2 separate regions of the Zea mays genome follow, and region 2 is linked to region 1. A link is a contact called in public Hi-C data. All regions are on one chromosome and are shown on one strand. Each heading gives the region's core, a stretch centred on a gene start, on an enhancer-like site or on the middle of the called end of the contact. The rest is flanking DNA. Distances are from core to core; before and after follow the strand shown. Region 1 holds the start of LOC103639193 (aspartic proteinase nepenthesin-1). Region 2 holds the start of LOC100384114.

Evidence for each region. Hi-C and Micro-C count contacts between places; a contact is called where the count stands out from the background.
Region 2: a contact with region 1 is called in a Hi-C map of endosperm, with 1.9 times the contacts expected there. The contact joins the promoter of LOC100384114 here to the promoter of LOC103639193 in region 1. A contact is called at or near these places in 5 of 25 Hi-C or Micro-C datasets (bundle sheath, endosperm, leaf and 2 more).

The regions. Positions count from the first base shown.
Region 1 is chr9:139,919,948-139,925,112 of Zm-B73-REFERENCE-NAM-5.0, reverse strand. It overlaps LOC103639193 (aspartic proteinase nepenthesin-1), which reads right to left and starts at 3,665. Exons shown (of 1, transcript XM_008661976.2): 1 at 1,690-3,665. The coding sequence starts at 3,580. The coding sequence ends at 2,216.
Region 2 is chr9:140,280,215-140,284,760 of Zm-B73-REFERENCE-NAM-5.0, reverse strand. It overlaps LOC100384114, which reads right to left and starts at 2,462. Exons shown (of 14, transcript NM_001176702.1): 1 at 2,246-2,462; 2 at 1,244-1,335; 3 at 568-849; 4 at 413-485; 5 at 61-219. The coding sequence starts at 162.

The sequences.
Region 1 (5,165 bases), core at 2,416-4,915:
AAAGTTAGTTGTTTCTTGTCCTTTCTACCTCTTACATTTACATTCATGTTGATTGGCCTGCTTAGTGCTTGTGTCTACCTTAACTAATTTGGTGACAACTAGATTTGCTTGTTCTAGTGTGCCTCTTAGCTTATAGGTCTTTAGTTTTTCCATGTAAGGACTATATTGCTAGTCTATGTTAGCTAAAGACATGGTTTAGTGTATTGGTGCTAAGGGCATCTCATTTTCTGTTTATATAGTTTGGATAGTAAGCCATGCAAGTCACAACAAGAATCGTGAGTAATCTTGTCGGCTAAAATAATTCTTATCTGCCTTCGCCAAGTCGATGAGAATTAAGGTAACTCCCGTCGACCACACTGTCAGGTCCATGAGAATTAATTAATTTCTATCGGCTGTCAGATTGGTTGATGGGAGTTATCGTTAACATGACTACACCACATCCTTCTCCCGGACGCCTTCCTCTCCTGCATGTAACCTTACCACAATGGCCCTCAGCCACCGCTCCCACCCTTGCTAGTGGCCTCCACCACTTGTTGTGCATCGCTCGTGGCTGCTGCCTTCGGTCGTGCAAGTTTGCTTGCACACCGCCCTGGCCATCTTTGGGCCCCACAACCACCCCGTCGATTCTGATTGTGTCACTTGTCTATTTACTTATTGTGATTACTATCTTCATGGGTTCTCCACTCTCTTGCAATATTACTCCTAAGTTTAATACACATCTTAAAGGAGCAATCAAGAGAAGAGTTCTCTCTCTATCTATTTTCTCATTCTAACTTGGTTTTAGTTTTCACTAACACTTATTACAAACCAAGTTTGTGTTGTTTAGAGTTGATTTTTGCAGGATCACCTATTCACCACTTCTCTAGGTGCTCTTAGGAGGGTATATCGGGAGTTCAAGGCTTCCAATGTTACAGGAAGCCCCAGTTGCCCTCCTGCACTACGTCCAACCAACACCAGGTGTGCGCATGCATGTGGGCATGTTGCCCCACCAGCTACATGCACGGTTTCTATTTTTATGGTAGATCCGATAATTATAACATGTTGTATGTGTTTTCATTGCATGCGGGCAAATTTTGTATGATATTTTCGTTTTCGCCGCATTTGCGTTAAAAATAGATGACAAGTATCACACAAAATATAAATCCATATAGAAAATTGCATAAAAATCTACACCATGCATCATAATTGATAAAAAGTTCTAATACGGGCCCAACCCCCCAACCTCGCTGAAACTAGATGCGCTTTTATGGCAGGTGCAATTTTGTGGCAAAAATTATGGGCGGTTTGATCAGGCGCGCGTGTGAGATATGATTTTATGGAAGGGACACATTTTGTGGCCGGTACATTTTGTTGATTGGTTTCAGGTCTAAAAATTATGGTAGACGTAAAAATTGGCATGCGATACAATGGTGGATGGATCTTCGGGTTCTAGCATAAAAACCTTCAGTTTTTGGCATAAAAACCCTTAGTTCCGAGCGTAAATATCGAGCCAACATGAAAGATGTTGGTATTCATGATCGTAAAAATCCTTAAGTTTGAGTATGAAATAGTGTTAGATATAGTGTAAATGTTGATTCACTCCGAATCAACAATCCCCACATTCTTGCAGCCACCATAAATCAAGGGATTTGATTAGGAGAGTTAGTTATGTGAACGGATTAGGTAATTTGGTTTTTTCCTTGGGGTCATGGATACCATAAATCAAGGGATTCCTTTTTCACTATGCATACGAAAAATATGGCACACGATATACTGATGGATTCACTCTAGGTTCGATCATAAAAACCTTCGGTTTTTAGTGTAAAAACCCTCAGTTTTGATAACTTTCTGTGTTGTATTTATGATTTTAAAAATCCTCAAGTTTGAGTAAATAGTGCTAGATAAAAATATAAATATTGATTCACTTTCAACCAACACGGTCTTGAAAACATGTTCAAATAGGTAAGAAAAATACATAAAACTTTTCTACGACTAGCGTAAATTGTTGTATGTATCTAAATATAGTGATACAAGTAAACATTTCATTTATGGCTGCACTAGAGAAAGGACAATTTATATAAATTGTCAAACTTAACGTGGTAGTTTTTACTCTGAATACCGATTTGCAGGATAGTTTTTTATTGAATATTTTAAATGGATTTTTTACCTTATTGTGTATATAACGAAAATTTTAACGTGGCATACCATGTAGTGAAATTCTATATCCGTTACTCCTCTAAAGCCTGTTGCACCGAGCAGGAACAAAGGATAACATGTTGCCCACCAGGTCGTAAAGGACGTGGAGGTTCTGTTGCTGGTAGTTGCCGATGATGGTCGTCAGGCCATCTCCGGCGTTGATAGCAAGACAGGTGAAGCTGCCGCCTGCGTCCTCGAACTCAAACATGTAGTTCTCCCTCGGCAGGGCCAGCGTTGCGCCCTCAAAGTGCAACACCAGCTGTGGCACGTCGGGTTTAGCTCGCCGCGGCACCGAGAAGCAGAGCTGCGAGAGCGACGACGACGTGGCGTTGTCCACGGGCAGCCTCACCTGAGCAGTGAACGCGTCGTGCACAAGCTTGTACACGTCCTGGGGCAGCATTGTCATGCCGGTGCCAGAGTCGATGATCGTGCCGCCCGTCCCGTCCTGCTTCAACGCGAACGTTGACTCCGGAATCGGCAGCCTCGTCGAGCCGACGGTTATGCCCTTTAGTGACAGGTAGTATAGTTCCAGAGACGAGAAGTTCTGGACCAGAGGAGTGGACTGCACTACGCCGCCGGCGTCGCCGTAAAGGTTGGCCGGAAGGCCGAGCAGGATGGAGCTGGGCTCCGGCCGCGTTATGTCGGTGAAACAGTAGGAGAAGTTGTCCACTTTGAGCTGCGACGGCAGGGACAGCGCGCCGCGCCCGAAGCCGGCGATGCCGGTCTCGTTGGACTCGAAAATCCCGTTGTTGAAGAGACCGCAGCCGAAGGCCAGGTCGGGTACGGAGACCTGGCCGCCGGAGCCATCAGCGGCCGCGAACGTGAAGGTGTCGGCGTTGAGGTGGCCGGTGGTTATGGAGCTGTCGCCGTATGAGTAGACGTAGACACAGGTTTGGTTCCCCCAGCTGTGCTTGCCGCAAGACGACCAGGCGAGGTTGTCACACATGGGCTGGTTGCAGGGGAGCACGCCGAACGTGGAGGAGTTGGACAGGTCCAGGTATGGGAGCGCCTGGCTGAAGCAGGTGGTGGCGGGGCACGGCCGGCACTGCGTCCAGACGAGGTCGCTCCCGGTGTCGAGGATGAGCTGCGCGGGCTGCGGCGGTGTGCCGATGGCGAGGTGCACCAGGTACTCCGTGTCGGGGACGCCGTTGGCGTAAGGTCCCGGGTCTACGCGGGCGCTCCCCGAGGCCGAGAGCAGCCGCGCGGCGCGGGCCTTGCTGCGCGCGGCCATGCGGTGCAGCAGCTCCCGGCGGCTGAGGCTGAGGCCGCCGTCCGCGTGGTGGGCGTGCAGCTTCAGGGTTGCCGCGTCGCAGCAAGAAAAGGTCAGAGCGAGCAGCGGCAGTAATAAGAGAACAATATTTTCCAACAAGAGTTGTAGGAGAGCCATCTTCTGAAGCTGCTTCATTTGCACTAGCCGGCCCCCTCCCCCGACCCCGAGCACAAGTGTGTTATCTGCTGGTTTTTTGGAGCGGAGATGGAAGCTTTGTTTATAAAAGATTTTGTACTTGCACCATTTGAGCTGCGTTTTGCAACCTTATATAAGAGAAAAGAAATGGATATCGTCAACGATATACGTACAATTTTCCTTATTCCAATTTCCAGCCCACAGTAAGGTCTTTCACGCGCACAAATCCAGCTACCGTGTTGTTTACGTGTTCTTTCTGCTGTCGTCCGATATGCTCTGTCAAACAAATGTACGTCGTCGTGGAAAAGGAAAGGATAATAATAATAGAAGAGAAAGGCAGAACGCAGATCGTGACCATTCTTCCTACCACTTGGACAGAGGCAGAAATGGAGAGGAACAGGTCTAGGCTCGGGAGTGGGTGGAACCTTAATGCAGTGAAACATGGAAATTACCGATTGACAACGTGGAGTTATAGCTACCGGGTCATCTAATCTAATCTAAAGTAACATCTAATCTAATCTAAAGTAACATCAGTTTGCAAGGTTTGTCTCATTGCTGACTGCAGGCTGCAGCTGTGCAGCCATCCTTGGAACTACGGCACTTCAATGTGCACTAACAATCAATCTTGAGCAAATATTCTTATGCTGGTTACAGTTACAAAGTTGGAATTTACTTCGATTCAGGTCGATTTTCAAATGGCAGTTGGAATGGGTTTTTTTTTCCATTTCAAGCCAATTTTCAAATAGTAACGGTGATAACTGCAACTATGTTACCGAACCGGTGTACCTTTAGACTCATGAAAGACTACGGATGTTGCAGATGTTACAAAGCTACGCCACATTCTTTAGACTTGTACCTGCAGTTCATGGATCAGCGTGGTTACTTCAGTTGTGACAATAAAATCCGGTGCTGGTTATTCTGAAACAAAGACCTTGTCTCACTTGGAAACATATATTGCACTTCGTTTTTTCTCTGAAACTTTACATGTTCACACACAACACAAGAAACAATTATGGAGTTGGTAAATACTGTTGCTAAATTGATGTCCACAGATACAAATGAACACAGTAACATTTTAAAGAAAAAAAAGGCGTAGTAGTTGCTTTACCTTGGTCCGCTGTTGGCAGTAGAATTATGTTAGTTACAAGAAGGGTGTGTAAAGATGGTTCTAGTTCTAGACATCAGCGTGTGTGGTGAGCTGCCCGTTGGAAACCCGCAGTAGTTGTAAAATTGGCCCATATGGTCCATATCGCAGCATCAACCCTTGCTATATGTGCCTGTGAAGGGGTGTAGCATGTGCGCATGGAGGGACGTACCGAGAAGTGGTTCTGGGCATCTACTGTGTATATGATGAACGCCCATGGTGAACGCCCACATGATCTTTGCGGCAAATGAAAAGTTGTAGTTGGTGTGTTTATTTATTTGCATGTTCCTTTTCAACTCAATGCACGTGGATTGGATGGGTTTAAATCCAGAGCGATTCAAAATCTCTACTATTAGCAAGGCCTAAAAATTTAGAAAAGTAAAAATCATAATCCTTGTTTTTCAAACGTAGCATGGTGTGTTGTTCCGCTTTGACCATACA
Region 2 (4,546 bases), core at 1,213-3,712, 360 kb before region 1:
AAAAATCGTTTCTGAGACCCAGGAAACACTGCAGGAGGAAGATAAAAGTATGATAAGTACCTGCATCCAACCCTTCCATTCTTCAGTTTGATGCCTATTCAAGTACAGTACAGATTTTCCTGTGAATGATGACTTGTCTTGATGGACCTTAAAGGAAGTCATAGCTGCTACAATGATAAGAAGAAAGTAGAGGAAAAGGAACAGATCTCGGCTGTAATTCTGCAGATGAAGCATACCAATAAAAAGGTTAGTGGATTAAAGTGTTACACTATATATAATGGCACATGAAGAATGCACTGGGATATTTTTTCATCAATCTGAATACTTCAGAAAATTTGAAAGGTTCTAATAAATGGCAATTTTACACAAAGGCATATGACCAGACTCTGTAACAATATCTGCACAACAGTACCTTGGCAGACTCTCCAAGCAAGTTTGTACGATCACATATGTAAAAATAAAGTAGATAACCTCCAAATTCAGATCTGAAAACATAATTGCAACCCAGTTAGCAGAATAGTGCAACTAGGAAGCTTGAATGATTGGAGGAGAGCAACTGTAGCTTACAATGCCCTCAGTGTTAAACGATTCTCCAGAAGAAGCAACTGGTCCATGAATATAAGTCTGTTGAACCCAACATTTTCTTTTTGTTAGAGACACAATGCCTTCGGATACTGATATTGAGAAATTGTAAATTTATAATTTATAGAGAACCTGAGTATTTGTGATGTGAGGGAAGTATAAGCTGGCTTTGCAGCCATTGCTTGACCACCCTCCTCCAATAACATTGTCTGGTCTTCTGCTTTGACTGAACTGTCATCCATCACTGCTAGATTGACATCTGAATGTCTACTGACAAAGATGAAGAGCCAGAAACTCAAATAAGACTCTTATAGTTATAATATGATTATTGTGATGTTACTATATATACTGCAGTCTCCGTCAAAGCAATATGCAAGAGTGCATTGCAATAGGCATCCCAGGACTTAAGCACTGCAAGAGTAGGACATCTAGATATAAGGTTGTTTTTACACCAGCAATTTTTCTCTCGCAGCAAACCTTAGAAATAATATAAACTACCTCCTGTCAGTATTACTTAATGTTTCAGGGAGCCAAATTAACTTGTAGTCTGTTGCGTTTGGTTGTAAGAAACAAGTAATGCTGGCAGGAGGGAGTACCATTATAGCACTTAGAATCCTTACAAAAACAGCAGATTCCTAGGATCAAACTAACATTTACTTACGTTTTAATAGAAGCAGTATTCTTCCTATGGAAGAGAACCTCAGCATACGCCCATGCTGCGAAAACCCACAGAAAGCCCAGAATAGCAGAAACCTGCACGGAAAGCAAAACAAAGCTCACTTAGTTCCAGAGATGGAGGATCCAAATAAAATAAACATCGTGTTGTTAGAACTTAATGGCAGCCTTAAGGTTATATCCAGATCCACAAACTACATAGTGATTTACAAATTCTATAACCCTTAAACCCTAAACCCACGAAAATAACAGTTTTCGAGCAGCACTACTGAGCAAAACCGCTATCCTATATTTGGAAGCTGACATCAACCTGACCAGCCCTACCTGATCCGCAACAAGACCACAACACAAGAAAGAAGAAAAAACTAGCCACAAACAAACCAATCCACATTAGAACCTGTTTGGATGCACTCGTATCCACCACAATCCAAGTGCATAGGAGTGGATTACAATGGAAAATAAACTAAGTTCCACCCCAATCCACTCTAACGCACATGGATTGGATTGAGGTGGATATGAGTGCATCCAAACAAAACCTTAGCATATGCAAACTTAACACCTGCATTGGCTTTAAGTTGCACCAACCGACCAATGGGACACGTGCACCCAACAACATTCGACGACCCACAGCACCCCTCAAATGTGGCAAATTACTGTGACAAGCCCGCAGCATATGATCCAATCGCTCAACCCGCGCGAGAAACTCCAGACGCCTCGCATCTCTAGCGCTTCTCCGCGATCACCAAAGGTTCATAAACCAGCGCGTGATTCAGCATCGCAACCGCGCACGAACCCACACCCAGCCGTTCCATCCCCCCGCTGGCCGCTCCCCGTGCCCCCAAATCGAGCCACCCATGTCACTAACCCCGCTCCAACAGTCTCGAAACCACGGGAACCCCCCAAGGGGTGCCGCACAGCGGAGAGCAGCAAATTCCGGGCCACGCCCGGCGGAACGGATCGAGGAGGCGCGAGTTAGGGCTCGGCTCACCTGGCCGGGCGAGACGGAGGTCGAAGAGTCCATGGCGAGCCTGCCCGCAGACGCGACAGCCTCCGCCATTCCTCTACAGCATCCGCCGGGCCGAGCCCTCGATCGGATCCAAACCCAAGCGAGCAGCGCCAACACACGAGGACGGGAATTAGGTGAGAGAAAAAGGAATGAGCGCGGGTTTATGTGAGAGGAAAAATGGACTCGCCGTTTTAAAGCGTCTGGCGGACGACGACGACCGGATGTCCGCGTAGTGGTACGTGTGTGAGTGGGAGCCTCTCTGAGACTGCCATGTGGGACTAGAAACAAGTACTTTTGGTACTACTTCCACTGACTGTGGGACCGGGAGAAACTCCCTGAGCCGCGGGACCCGCAGACGGTGGGTCTCGCTAGTGACGGTGTAACTAAAAAGAGACCTCGGTCCCACAGTTAGGTAGATTTAGGTGAGACGTGAGATGATAACTCGGGGGAAAATATTTCTAGTTCTCTTTTGAAATACAAACGGAGTGTGATACTTACCATTGCCAGTAGAGTGAGTAGTAGTGCAGAAAAGATCTCTACGAAATGGCATCCCTGCCCTTGTCGGTGGTCTGGAACTCTGGATCGTCCTGGTGCGTTTTGCATCTTGCCGCGGTCCGCGTTTACTTGTGTTTTGGCGTTCTCGATGATTAGTATATACTACCGTTTTTCAGATTTCGATGCTCTGCAAGCAGTTAACACCTTGCCCAGCGGAGTCAGCTCGTCAAAGCATCAGATTCTACAGAAAGATCTCTCTTCCGTCAGTGTCAGTACGTACTGCAGGTAAGAGAGCCTTTGGGATGACTTTAGGTTACAGCTCCAGTGTAGAGTTATAGTTTATAATATCAATTTAAATATTTTAAAAATATTTTAATATAAATAATAAATAAAATAATTTATCTAAATGTCTTTAAAAGACTTACAGCTTTAGCTCTATGATTTTCTAGAGCACTCAATGCTCCACCAACTCTACTAATTTTTTGAGCTCGACCAATCCCAAACAGGTCCTATTGATGATTGGTATAAATGTAAATAAATAAAGTGCGTGGTGACTTGGAACTCAGCGCTGTACGTGCGGTGCCTCACATAATTTTTACATACTCCCTCCAGTGCAGTAAAGGTAGTCGTTTAGGACATGATTGTGCATAGCAAGGAGTGATTAATTATCATAGAGTTTTCCCTGTTTGCCCCTATTAAATAGGGATATGGGTGCATTAACGTAACTAAAACAATCAAGCTTGATTGGTTGCTGCAGCAGCTTCAAGGCATTCTAGACTGGAGGTCTTAAGTTCGATTCCTCTTAAATGCATCTTTTTTTGTGCAATTACTAGGGGCAACAACGTCCAAATCTCAGACCCACGCGCGCTATGACTTCTTTTTGTGCACGCTCGGTCACGCGCAGGATGACTTCTTTTACTGCACCGGAGGAAGTACTTTACACAGGACACCATGGCCGGTGCCAATAGTTTAAACTTGAAGTCAAAATACGCAGCGTAGGCTTGTCCAGAGATTCCAGCCCAATGTCGGAGTTGCGACTTTTACCCTGGTGAGTGCCAAACTGGCAGCGCAGTGACGAGGTAAATCAGTTTGTCACTGAATCGGAGTAGTATGTCGACATCATTACAGCAACAGCCTTCTTTTTTTTTTTTTTGCGTGGGAAGTGCGGTGCCTAACCCAGCAGCACGATGAGGATGAGGTCCAAAATCCCATTAACATCACGCAGGACGGCAGTCGGGCAGCAGCTTACGTTTGCCCCGCCGTCCGTAACCGGTCTCTGGGATAACCAGTAAGCACGGCCATGTTTCAGACCCTAAAACCATTTTAGGTCTTGTTCGATTTTCCCAATACACATGTATTGAATAGGATTAGAAAAAATTCTTAAGAAGTTTGACTTGTTTGGGATTTAAACCCATCCAATCTTACTCAATCCACATGAATTGAGAGCTAACCGAACAATCCCTTAAGATACCCTGGTAAGGATTCATTTCCAAGATGTTTCTATTAACTTTAATGTAAAAAAACTTGTAATACTATTACTATATAATTTTAGGAGCCATCTCGATATATAATAAATGGTCGTAGGCCTTCAGAAAAGTCTGCACCTCCAAAAATCATTCAGGGAAGCAGGCCGCCTAACATAGTGGTGAAATTAGAGCGAATAAAAGAAGGACGCATATGCCTTAAAAGTTGCATAGTAGTATTTTTTAGGTGAAAATTGATCTAACAGGTTTTGTAAGTTTTCGTGGGTGTATGTACATCCACGGTGTTCTACCTAGCTGCGCACCT